2 separate regions of the Sus scrofa genome follow, and region 1 is linked to region 2. Evidence: chromatin contacts called from public HiChIP or PLAC-seq data. All regions are on one chromosome and are shown on one strand. Each heading gives the region's core, a stretch centred on a gene start, on an enhancer-like site or on the middle of the called end of the contact. The rest is flanking DNA. Distances are from core to core; before and after follow the strand shown. Region 1 holds the start of WDFY2 (WD repeat and FYVE domain-containing protein 2). Region 2 holds the start of NEK5 (serine/threonine-protein kinase Nek5).

The links. HiChIP or PLAC-seq counts read pairs in DNA pulled down with a chosen protein or histone mark.
Region 1: an H3K27ac HiChIP or PLAC-seq map of skeletal muscle shows a contact between it and region 2, with 2.6 times the contacts expected there. The contact joins the promoter of WDFY2 here to the promoter of NEK5 in region 2. A contact is called at or near these places in 1 of 47 Hi-C or Micro-C datasets (embryonic fibroblasts) and 1 of 2 datasets of contacts at active chromatin or transcription factors (skeletal muscle).

Annotation. Positions count from the first base shown.
Region 1 is chr11:16,270,019-16,276,398 of Sscrofa11.1, reverse strand. It overlaps WDFY2 (WD repeat and FYVE domain-containing protein 2), which reads left to right and starts at 3,886. Exons shown (of 12, transcript XM_021065301.1): 1 at 3,886-4,366. The coding sequence starts at 4,230.
Region 2 is chr11:15,796,032-15,802,703 of Sscrofa11.1, reverse strand. It overlaps NEK5 (serine/threonine-protein kinase Nek5), which reads right to left and starts at 3,636. Exons shown (of 23, transcript XM_005668386.3): 1 at 1,276-3,636. NEK3 (serine/threonine-protein kinase Nek3) reads right to left here. Exons shown (of 16, transcript XM_013980480.2): 15 at 5,541-5,667; 16 at 4,280-4,859. The coding sequence ends at 4,778.

The DNA.
Region 1 (6,380 bases), core at 2,637-5,136, 470 kb before region 2:
TGGAGCTGCAGCTGCCGGCCTACACCAGAGCCACGGCAACGCAGGATCTGAATTGCCGACTTACACCACAGCTCACAACAACGTCGGATCCTTAACCCTCTGAGTTCTAATCGAACCCGTATCTTCATGGATACTAGTGGGGTTTGCTACCCGCTGAGCCACAGCAGGACTCCCAAGGAAATTCCAAGCTTTTACTCATAGCTTGATCTTTCTGGTAACCAGCCCTTATCCGGGAGCCATCCAGGAGCCCACCCACAGTTGCCTCATTAGAACAAGAACTCCGGTGCGCTCATCATTTAGGAAATTACAAGGGTCTTCAGAGTTCTGTGTTGGAAATTGGGGCAGAGAACAACACATACATTTATACTCTTTATACCTATTTCTTAGCCTTAAACTTTACAAGACAAAATAGAGGAATAGACTGAATCCTAAATCCCGCTTAATTTTAGCAATATGTCATTATTTATCCTGGGATACAGGGGCATGTAAAAACCTAGTCTTGCTCATCTCTAATAATAATTTTTTGGCCTTGCCCACGGCATGAGAAGTTTCTGGGCCAGGGGTTGGACTGCACCACAGCCGTAACCAGAGCCACAGCAGTGATGATGCTGAATCCTTAAGCCCCTGAGGCACTAGGGAACTCCTCTAAGAATAATTTTCATTAAACATTTCTATTTAAAAATTTACTTTTTATGTTTAACAATGTACATTTCTCAAACACTTATTTTGTTTTGATCTCTTGTGTATTAACAATTGTAAGGATCAGTTAATGTAGAAGAAACTTACAAATTAGAACTTTGTGGCCTTAGTATATTACACTTATTATAGAATTTAAATTTGCATATATATAAAAATATATATACACAAATTATATATATATACTTATTTATATATTTGTTTCAGATAGTGTTGCAGGGGCATCAATAAAAGAGCCTCAAGCATAAACTGTTTATGATAAATGTTAATATTTGCAAGATGCTAGAATTCAGACTTTATGGGATATTTAAACTTATATACTGAAATTCTTTGAAATTCTTTAAGGTGGAACATGAGCAAAGGAGTTTGAGAATCATTTTTCTAACAGTCTACTCCTTTCTGTCTTACTCTCTATTACTCTCCTGTGGGTGGGGAAGTGGGCTGAGCAGCTTAAATTTCCTGAGAGTCATCAGCAGTTCTTAACCTGGGTTTCTGAAATTGCATATAAAGTTGTTTGTATGTAGACCTATGCCCCCCCCAGCTGATCCATACTGTTCATTTGATTTTTAACAAGGTCTGCAACCTAAACAGTTTAGGAACTCCTGCATGTAACTACTACCTTCCTCTCACCTGTCAATTAGGACACCTCATTTATCCTGTGCTAGGCCTTTCTGTTGGGTGCCAGTGAATCACTTGGTGCCTTTACCATACAGCTATTCTCATCTGGCTGCTAATTATCATCTGCCCCTGTCTTCTCCCAAGGATCGCCCATCCCAGGAATTAGGGCAAATTCCAGATACCAGTCTTTCCATTATACTCTAATGGAATAAGAGTTAAACAAATCCCAAACTACCTCTCTTTCTATTCATTCACTTAACAAATACTTAACAGCATGCCTCCTAAAGTGCCAGGTGCTATTCTAGGGGATAGGAATACAATGATGAACAGGCATACATCTCTCCTCTCCAAGTGTTTCTCTTCTAGAAAAGGAAGAAAAAGAAATAAATGAGAAACACATATAATTTTGGGTAGAAGTAAGTACTATGAAGAAAATAGATCCGGTTAACATGGCAGTGAGTGTTACAAAGAGGCGGGGTACAGTTGGGAGGGTAAGACTCTTTAAGGAGCTAACACTGGAGCTGAAGCCTGAGTGGAGAGAATAAAGTTGGCAAGAGGTGAACACAGTTGGTGCAAAGGCCACCAGCAGGAAGGAGGTTGTTATTTCTGGGGAATTCCAAGCCAGGGCTTGGAAAGCACTGAACAGAAGAGATGAGGTTGGAGAGGCATTTTATCCCAAGTGCAATGGTACGCCATGGATGCATTTTAAGCAGAGAGCAACTGATCTGGTTTTTATTGTTAAAACAAAATCCCTCCGGCTGCTGTGATAAAAACGGATTGTATACGGGTTCAAGAGAAGAAACAGAGAAAGCACTTAGGCTACCGTGGTAGTAGAGGCCAGAGATTATGACGACTTGAACTGGGGCTGATGATATAAGTGGGAAAGTTCAAAACATACTTTGGAGGTGGAGCTGATAGGACTGGTTAATGGTTTGGACAGGAATTGTGAAGAAAAGAGAAGAATCAGGGATGACTCCCAGGAACTTAGGTTTGAACAACTGGGTGAATGATGCAGTAGATTTAAAGATACTGTTTGGGAATGTCTGGAACACCTATTCATGCTTACGTGACAAAGCGGAGTAGTATGAGATATATGAGTCTGGTGTTTGGAAATATGGTCAGGGGAGAGATAATATGGGAGTCAGGAGCATATGGATGGTATTTAAAACCACTGTGGGAGGCTGAAGAATGTCCCCCCAAATATGTCCATGTCCTAATTCCTGGCAGCTATTATGTATGAAGGCACTTCAAATCTGTTATTCGTGTTATTATACTCCACTTACTGGACAGGGAGCTGGAGGCTCAGAGAAATGGAATACCTTGTTCTAGGTTGCAAAGCTGGAAAATACCTCAATCTCCCTTTCAAGGGCCTTACAGAATGTCTATGGAGACAGGAAGTGGTAAAGAACTGTGCTCTGTGCTTTGAGACAGGCCCTTTGCAGTCTACCCCCTTGGCTGCCAAAAACCTGCCTAATAAAATGCATTTCTGCAAGGCCTGTCTCATTCTTTGTCCAGCTCTGGCATATTATTTTCCTCACCTCCACTGCCTTTGCCAGCCCAATCACACCACACAGACTATGACTGCTCCTCAGCTGGTTGTTAACTCTGGGAGGGCGAGTGGGATTATCACACAGTCAAGGACCCCATATGCCAGGCCCTCTGCCAGGCACCTAACATTCATTCAATAACCACAGTAACCCCACCCATTGTCTCTGGAGCAAGCAAGAAAGGCTGGATTACCGAGCAACGGGAGGAAGTCAGAACCAGCATTGGGCGGGCCTGAGTTCATGTTTGGGGGTGCTATAGCCCTACCATGAAGCTATGGTAAACCTGGACTAGTAACTTCGTCATCTAAGAAAACGTTGAGGTTGCCACTACAGATCATCTCTAAGCTCCCTCAGTGTGAGATTTTCTTCTTTCCCCACTTCCGGCGCTCCACTATCGGGGGCAGTGGTAGGGGCGTAGCGATCATCTGCCCCGCTGAAGGCTGCCCTTCAGTTCCTTGTCTTAGAGGCCAGTCCTGGCCGTGACTTGGTCAATAGCCAGGGAGCCAGCTGGGCTCCCCAGGCCAGGAGCAGTGACAAGTGGGCGATTCCAGAACAAGGAAGAAAAGGCTCGTAACCACTACAACGCCCAGGAATCCAACTCTGTGGCCCTGGGCTGGGGCATACCGAGAGCTGTAAACCCCGCTTCGTTAAGGCCGCGCAGGAGAGGTAACTCGTACGCATGCCTAGTTACGTCCCAACCAGCTCAGCTCCTTTCCTTCCTGCAGGCTTCTTCTCTTTCCGGCCTCGCCCAGGCGCGCTTTTCCCCGCCCCACCCCCGCCCCCTTTTCAGGGATTTCGAAGTGGGCGGACCCACTGGCAAGCGCGTTCACGGGAGATTAAAGAGGGAGGGGACTGGGTGTGGGTGTGGAAGGTGGCGAGGAGGCCGCAGAGCACGGAAAGCGCATGCGTCCTGGAGGCGGTGCCGCAAGGCTTCGAGAAGGGCGGAGGGGAGGAGCGGAAATGGGCTGGTGGGTTGACGCACGCGCACTGGGCCGCTAGCGCCCCGCCTCCCTTTTCAGTTTCTCCTCCTCCTCCACCACCACCCTTCCGGAAGTGTAGCCGCCCTCGCGCCCACCAGCGGCCACCTCCTGAGCAGGCCCCGCCCCTAAGGCCCGCCCCCCAAATCTCCGCCCCCTCCGCCAGTGGTGGCGCCGGGTTGCAGCGCCGGTCGTGGCGGTTTCGGTGCCCGAAGCCGGGAGCGCGGAGTCGTTCCCGGGAGCGGCGGCCAGGCTATGATCGTGGGTCCCCGGCGTCCCGCTCCGGCTACCCAGAGTCGGTGTCTCACCCTGTGTCCGTACCCGAGCGTTCTCTTCAGCCCAGTCCCGCGGCGCGGTTGGCGGCGGCGCCCACGGCGCGCCCCCTCCTCCGATGGCGGCAGAGATTCAGCCCAAGCCGCTGACCCGCAAGCCGATCCTGCTGCAGCGGGTCGAGGGGTCCCAGGAGGTGGTGAATATGGCCGTGATCGTGCCCAAGGAGGAGGGCGTCATCAGCGTCTCAGAGGACAGGTACGAACCTCTGTCTCTTGGTCGAGAGGAGGGGCGGGACGGGCCGGCCGACCCGAGCCCGCTTCGAGGGCTGTGCCTCCACGTCGGCGCGAGTGTAGAGCGCTCTCCCAAGTTTTTATTATAATATGCATCCTGGTGGTGCCGGTGTCCATCGGCGTCTCGCCGCCGCTGCGCGGCTCGCGGTAGCGGAGCCCGGACAGCGGCGTGTTGTCTGGCCTTGCCGGGGCCGAGTGGCGCCTGCCCGGGCCAGGGCGGCCCTTGGACTAACGGTGCTCTGGCCACTGGACCTTGGTCCAGCCCTGAGGATGGGAGAGGGAGGAGCTGCCCGGTCCTGCAGGTGTGTGCGTGGGGAGGATGCTCCGAGCAGCTTCTGCGAGATAAGGGTTTTTGAGAACTCTGGTGCAGTTCTTAAGGCTCTAGAGTGAGGAAAGCAAGCGCCACTCCCTTCTGCCAGACATCTTACACTGAATTCAATGAATGCTGTAAGTTCTGAAGAGTATTTGGGCTTCCGCCCAAAGGGAGAGGTACCTTTTCTGCTTTGTCCTCCCTTATCTCTTCAAGCTCAAGGGGAAGCTCCTAGAACTTTCAGGGAACCACTGCTGCAAATAGCTTTCGAGTTCCTTCCCTTTGCTTGCTTCCTTTCATTTGCCTAATTTTGCTTAATTTGCAGAAGTGGAGCCAGTTGTTCTGCCTTTAGTATTCTCCCTTGTTTTTCAGACTGCGTTTTTGCTTTAACTTAATGTCCTTTAATAATGCAGATATTACACAGATGAAGCTAGTTTCCAGAGGAATGATGCTGGAATATAGTAGTTAAGGTTCTGATCTGGAATTGTTGCTTTGATAATATCAACTAGCATTCTAAAAAAATTCTAAAATTCTGAATTCTAAAATCTAAATTCTAAAAAATGTCACATTGTAGAGGTATATGACAAGGGGCTTTAACCTTAAAATAGTAGTTAGGCTTTCTTAATGTAAGTTTGATTTATACTGAGGTAGAAAATATTTTTTTTTAGTGACTTGTAAAATTGCAGGCAGAGGTAAAGCGACAAAGTGTTCATTATTGTCTTTATAATTTCATCAGTTTGCATACAGATGTGCAGAATGTGCCTGATAGGTCTGCTCATATCATAGGTTCATCAGTATAACTAGGATGAATATATTAATAATATTTTTGTCTACCTCACCCTTCATACAAATGGCCAAATGGTGCCTGATTCACTTCTTATGCAGATCCAGTGGAAAGCATTGTAAACATACACCACTGGCAAGCAGTCTGCCAAGGACTAGAAATTCACCGATGCGGTGGAATACATGGATGTAGACACCCTTTGAAATTCACAGAGAAGGCTCCTGAGTGTTGAATTTTTCCATGGAGACAAAATTCTACTTAAAGAGGTTGCTTCTGGACCTACTAGAAAGTCTTTGTCACAGAATTGTGTGTGTGTGTGTTTAAAGAGTGTATTGATAGATATCACTGTTCCTGTAACTAGTAGAGATGAAACTGCTCAACCTAACTGCTATAGGAAATTCATAAGTAAGTTTGTTAAATTAAGTACGAGAGGAAGCAAAGTAGGTAAACCTAAGCTCTTTTAAGACTACTTTAGAAACTTTCTGCTTTGGTTGATGGTTTGGGGGTAGAGATTAGTTTTCACATATATTTTTAAAGAGTTCAGAGGGATTTTGGAAGTTATTTGCTGTAACAGCTTCGTTTTATGGATGAGAAATTTAGGTCAGGGAATTTACCTGCCCAAGTTTGTGTAGCTGGTGGTGTGGTCCAGGCCTCGCTCCTAAGTCTTCTACTTCCCAATTCACTGTGTTTATCCTGAAAAACAGCTTTGGTGGAGCTCATTTCAGAGTATTTGGAGAAGCTGCAGTAGCATATATGAAAGAAACTGAGAGATGTTTCATTTGATTATAGGACAAAAGAAATGCAATGTTTAGCTATATATTATGCTTAATTTTCACTTTCCTAGTTTTCAATGTAAGTAATAGAAAACATTTTATTGTGCAGTTA
Region 2 (6,672 bases), core at 2,387-4,886:
AAAGTATTTTACACCTAAATACAAACTATTTGGCAGTTTTAATCACCATTGGCCCTTTTTGAGGAATGCAACTACATATACGTAAAGGCTTGATTGCACCTTGCTGTGATCAGAACCTTACCAGGAACTATTCACAGTTTGGGAAAATCACTCCCCTACCGCCTCCAGGCCCCTGGTTAGCTGAGACCTATCAGTTTGCAGCTGTCCTGGTAGGTGACTCCCTGCTACTTCACTACTTCTTCAAGTATAGTAGCGTTACATATTGAAATACAGACTTTATAATAAAGAGAGGCACTGTGGCATTTAGATTTATCTGTCTGGATGACAGGAGGGTGGCTGGGTCAAGGGGCTACAAGGGCCCCACCAGAGACCTACCCAGTCAGAATCTCCAGTTAAAAGACCTAAAATTCCCTTTGGCGCTTAAACTCCTTTGAGCGGGATTTGTCACTTACAGCCCAGAGTCCTGGCTTCTGGAGAGGAGAAAGTGAATTCTCTGGGGATAGTAAGCAGTGTGTCCCTTCCCTTCTCCTATTTCTTTGGAAACACAGGTGCTTGTAACTGGAGTACACCCTCAATAGTCCGTGGGCAAAAAAATGGGCCAGTATTTGCCAGTGGGGTTGTTTCTGAATCGTCTTAGGCAGGTCCTGGTGGCCCAGCACCTGCCTGTGTCCACCTCCGACCTCTCTGAAAGCTCCCTGGCCAGGCGGCCCTCGGCCAGCAGCCAGCCTCTGTGTCTTTGGGTAAACTGTCCCGCTGCATCCCCCCCTTCTACCACAGTTAGGGCATAATGCGGATTTTTAAAAATTGACCGAGCAGACAGGTTATGTTTTTAAGTAATTTGGTCAATGTAGGAAGAAGGGACGATTAGGTTACATGGGGCTGGGAACCAGCTCTGCAGCCTGGGAAGACTGGGGACACCGGAGGACTGGGTTTTGAGGCAGGCGGTTGCGGAATCGGAACGCTAGGGCCCCATCGCGGGAACAGAGCGAAGCTCCCGCTCAGGAGGGACCAGCGAATGGAAGCTCCCAGACTTTGGGAAAAATCCTTCTCCCTTAGGAACACTCCGGGAGGCTGCCGGCGGGAGGGCAGCAGAACTCGCGCACAGGCCATGCGCCGGGTGCGCTGCGCGTTGCCATGGAGACTGACGCGGCCCGGGACCTGAGACCGCTCCCCAGCAGCCCGCTCCTTCTCCCGAGGGGGCTCACCCTTCCCCCTCCCCGGCCCCTGGCTCCCAGAGCCCTGGGGGCAATCGGGGTTCTGAATAACGCAGCATACCTGCTCCGCCGGGCAAGAGAAGCTTCCCGGGTGGATCCGGGCTCCCTTGGCCGCCGCGCCTCAGAGCGGCCGGGGGCGGAGCCGCGCGAGGGACAGCGGGCGGGGCACAGGGCCGGTCCACCCGGAAGAAGGTTGGGGGACGGGGAGTTTGGAGACCTAGCCGCGATACCTCGGAACCCTTCTGCTAATACTCAACAAGCCTTATCGCTTCTCTTTCTTGTTTAAGGTGAACTAGATGCTTTGCATACATTATCACTATTCTTTGCAACTACTGAGCAAGGTAGCAGTTTCCCAGTTTTACAAATGAGACAGGACCAGTTTCTCCTGCAAGGTCTCAAATACTTTCAAGAGACTGGAACAGAGCCCTATTGTTTTGGCCACAGCGGGGGACATCCTATGGGGACCTCTTAGGAAACTGGCTGTGCCCAGTGGTCTGCAAGCAAACACGCTCTCACCATCTCCCCGACACGCCCCCACCCATGTCTCATTCCCATTGCACACTGAGCTGCTGTCTGAAACGTTTCATTACATGTTTAAGTAGTTGAAAGGATGTAATTTCCAGCAATTATAAATACTGACACAAGTAAAACATATTCAACGGAATCTAAATGCTACAGCAATTTGAAACCCACCATCATCTATTTTTTTTAAAAAGTGCTCTTCTTTAAGAATCAGAAAGTTTACATTATTATTCCTCTCTCTCATTGAACTCATATTTCCATTCATAACGTTTTCCAGGACTCAAAATCTTATCGATCGCCTATCGTATAAATGGAAGTTAATGTCTATTTCCTAATAATAGGCTTTTAAAAATTCATTAAAATTACTAGTAGTACACAATTGATCAAAATAAACCACAAGTTGATATTTATTAATATAAAAAGTAAAACTGTATTGGAAATTCATCTTTTAAAGACCTGAATGGGTTTTCCTCTTCCTCCTAGAAATTAGCTCAATTCGTATCCACAGATGAATGCTAACTTTTTGCTAGAATAGATGAAGTTCAACATTGATTCTGTCCATGAAAAATTAATCAAGAATCAATCTGAGAAAGAAATGGAAAATTTTATTTGAGCTAACCTAAGGATTATAACCCAGAATGTAGTCTTTTAGAAATGCTATTCCACCCCTTTGAGATCAAAGCACAGTTCACAGATGCGGCTTGGATCTGGTGTGGCTGTGGCTGTGGCACAGGCCTGCAGTTGCAGCTCTGATTCAAACCCTAGCATGGGAACTTCCATATGCCGCAGGTTTGGCCATAAAAAAGGAAAACAGAAAACAGAAAAGAGAGAAGCTACAGAAAAGCAAGAGGTTGTGTGTGTGGAGGGGGCGGTTTGGAATGAACCCCGAGGTACTGGACAGAGCCCAAGACATCAATATGAACGAACCCATACTTAGCTTAAGACGCATGCAGAGGGAGAGATGCAGAGGTTGCCTATAAATATATAGACACACAGGACGGAATACATACAGATATTTCCTCGCTGTCTGCTGAGAGGACCTCGAAGCAGTGACATCCCAGTAACGACCATCACACGCAGCACCTAGATCCTGGTTTCTAAACTGATTAAAGGAACCAGGGCTCCTTTGAGAAACGGCTGATCCTGAGGCTGGACCTTCTTCTTGCAGTGCCCGAAAGAAAAGAGGGGCTCAAAACACAAAAAGATGAAAGCATGTCAAAGGGATATAGGAGCCGGCCTAAAACAACTCCTCATGGCCAAAGCTGGAACAAGTCAAGCAACAAAACAAATGACTTAGTATTATCAGATAATCCCCCTCAAGAGGTAGAACTAAATTCCTCTCCACCTGAGCATCGGCTAGATTTAGTGACTCACTGTGACTGACCAGAACATGGAAATGGAAAACTAGCAACTTAACAGTGGAACTCTGGCAGACGCTGCTTTAGCCAAGGGATCATGGTCAACGACCGCAGGAACATCACGTGGAGCCGGCGCACTCCCCGACAGGGTGTGCTCTTCCCGCAAACACGCACAAGCAGTCCCATCATGAGAAAAGCATCAGACAAGCCCCCTTAAGGGACAGTCTTACAAACACCTAACCAGTACTCCTCAAAAATGTCAGGGTCCTGACAAATAAGGGAAGATGGAGAGACTGTCAGAAACCCAAAGGGACTAAGGATGACTAACCGTCTGAGTATAAACAGGGGTGGGGTGGGTGAGGGCTACAGTGTAGTTTTTGTACATTAAGATTTTAAAAAAAACCTGTTTAACTCTTTAAAAGAGGTAAGGGGAATTCTCAGTGTGGCTCAGCGGATTACAAACCCAACTGGTATCCATGAGGATGTGGTTTTGATCCCTGGCCTTGCTAAGGGGTTAAGGATCCGGCATTGCTGAGAGCTGCAGTGTAAGTTACAGGCGTAGCTCGGATCTGACATTGCTGTGGCTGTGGCGGAGACCGGCAGGTGCAGCTCCGATTCAGCCCCTAGCCTGGGACCGTCTTCCATATGCCACAGGTGTGGCCCTAAAAAGCAAAAAAAAAGTATGTACTCCACATTTCAGCAGATGCTTATTCATGATCCTACTGTGGTTTTACAACTATTTCCCCCTCTTGCTTCCTAGAGCACTGTTCCCTATACCAGGCCAGGCTTATGCTGCTCCCACCCTTGCTCCTGGGGGATCCCCTGGGAAGAGCCTGTTTCTTTAGTAAAACATTCTCCTGTCACTAAAGCAGCATGGCATTAAAGGACAGGCCCCAGCACTTGTGTGGCACGGTGACCCATCCATGTTGGGATCCTGCCCCCCCATTAGTTCCACACCAGTGTCGGCTACTTCCTGAAGGAACTCCCCACCTTTGGTCCCTCTCCGTTTTTGTCTACAGGACCGCCAATTGCTGGTAAGATCTGTAGCTCGTGCCACTCTTCCCATGGCTGAGCCTCCAATCGGGCTCTTTTGTACATCCCTTTGTATTTAAGGACAGCTGGCAGCTGCTGAACATCATGGATCGTCACCCAGAAATGGGTCTTATTGAAAAACCACACACATTATTACGTTATAATTAATATATTTAGATGCTCAAAACTCTAGTAGATGTAAAAAGAGCTACAAAGTAATAAGCACAAAGCATAACAACGCAAATAACAACATTACGGGCGGCTGTAATGGACCAAGGCCAGCAACCCTATGAGGCAGGCATTCTTAGCCTCGTTTTGTGGTTGAGGAATTTCAGGCTCAAAGAGGTTAAATAAGTTCCCACCATCAGACAAGCAGTAAGTGGTCACATTCAATTTCTATTTCTGACTGCAAAGGCCAAACCCCAGATCCATTCCGCTCATGCCTTCTCTTTTGAATTCAAACACTCATAGGAGTTCTAGATTTTTTTTTTATACCTTATCATACTAACCAAAACAATTTTAAATATTCAGTTTCCCTCTTCATCCTGTTTCCAAAGGAAAATATACATCCCATGAGCTAATTATTATCCAACCATCAATTCCTCATGTTAAACATGCCCTCACTGTGACTAAGGAACACTCCACTGGGCGTTATCCATCACACGCTCCTTGCCAGCCAGCTCGCTGTTTCAGCGCCGATACCCAGTCCGGACTGTCGTCTTCCTCAAAGTCCCTGCAAAAACAATTTAGATATTAAGCTTCCATTGAAGGAGCACCGTAAATATTTGTCAGTGGGTTCACAGCAGAACACCACCACAACAATACTTATATTTTTGAAAAATGACCTCCCTAAGGCAACTGTATAGAGAAAAAATTGGTTAGCCTTCCAAAAGATCACTTCCTTTCATTGTCTCTGTAACTTTTTCAATATAAAATCCAATGTATTAAAAAAAAAAAAAGAGTTTCCATTGCAGCTCAGTGGGTTAAGAACCCGACTAGCATCCATGAGGATGCAGGTTTGATCCTTGGCCTCACTCAGTGAGTTAAGGACCCGGCATTGCCACAAGCTGCAGAACAGGTCGTGGATGTGGCTTGGATCTGGTGTTGCTGTGGCTGTGGCTATAGTGTAGACCAGCAACTATAACTCCGATTCAAACTTTAGCCTAAACTTTCATATGCTGCATGTGCAGCCCTAAAAAGAAAAAAAAAAAAAAAATTTCAGGCTGAACAATTACAAACACACAGCTCAGCCAAGAATTCTATAATAACATATCACCCATGCCAGACAAAAGATCAAGGTATAAATATTCGTGTATGATATAAAGTAATATAACCAGCTTCTCCTAAACCAGAAACAAATAAGGTACAATTTAAATATGTGCGTGCACGGCAGCTATGGGTATATCACACATACGTGTCCTCCTCATCCAGCCCAGGTTCAAGTCTCTCTGGATCCAAGATGACAGAATCGTGACCTCCATCAACATCGTCTGATGCTTCTGTCTCCTCAGACAGGGGGCCTTTAAAGAACCCCTCTCCACCTTCAGAGGAATATTGACAGAAATTATGCCACGTTGAGCAGTATTTACTTATTTCATGCATGCTGGACCAAATTCCTCCAATGCTTGTGGGCAAATTGAAGGCAATTCCATGTTCCATATTTTTCTACAGTGCTCCCCCAAGCCTGATTTCTGGCATGAAACAGACCCAGGAAATGTCAATCAGTATGTGTATTCGTTTTTTAAATAGCACTTTCTTCAAAAGAAAAAAATTTAGAAAACTACAATTGAAACCTTCAAATATAAGAATCTATACTAAAGCATTGAAAGTTGTCTTTGGGAGTTCCCTTGTGGTACAGTGGGTTAAGAATCCAGGGTCATCTCTGCTATGGTGCAGGTTTGATCCCTGGCCTGGGAGCTTCTGCATGCCATGAGCGTGGCCCCCCGAATTAGGGAATTAATTCCACATGCATACCTTTAAAAAATTTTCCAGATGGTAATTGCTTTCAGATTTTTGCTTACCAAATGAGAACCTAACATTAAAATGTGAGTTAAATCTTTTTTTTTTTTTTTTTTTTAGTGTATTTTTTTTTTTTAAGGCCCCACCTGAGGCATATGGAGGTTCCCAGGCTAGGAGATGAATCAGAGCTGTAGCTGCCAGTCACAGCCACAGCCACGCAGGATCCAAGTCGTTCTGTCACCTACACCACAGCTCTCAGCCACGCCAGATCCTTAACCCACTGAGCAAAGCCAGGGATCGAACCCAAGTCCTCATCGATACTAGTTGGGATGGTTAACCACTGATGGTGGGAACTCCTGGGTTAAATCTTTATAAAGATCCTTTCACAATAGAGCTATGAGACATTTTTTTAAATAGTGACTTTCCTGAAGTGACAAAAACTTCATCGCTGGACTGGAAACAAAAACCAGGACGGATAACTGCTGGAACCAAGGTCATGATCACCAACCTTCCCTCACGTCTTCCTCTTTTGCAGCCACCTCGCCTGGAGACTTACAGTCGGCACAGAACTCGATCAGAACACATGA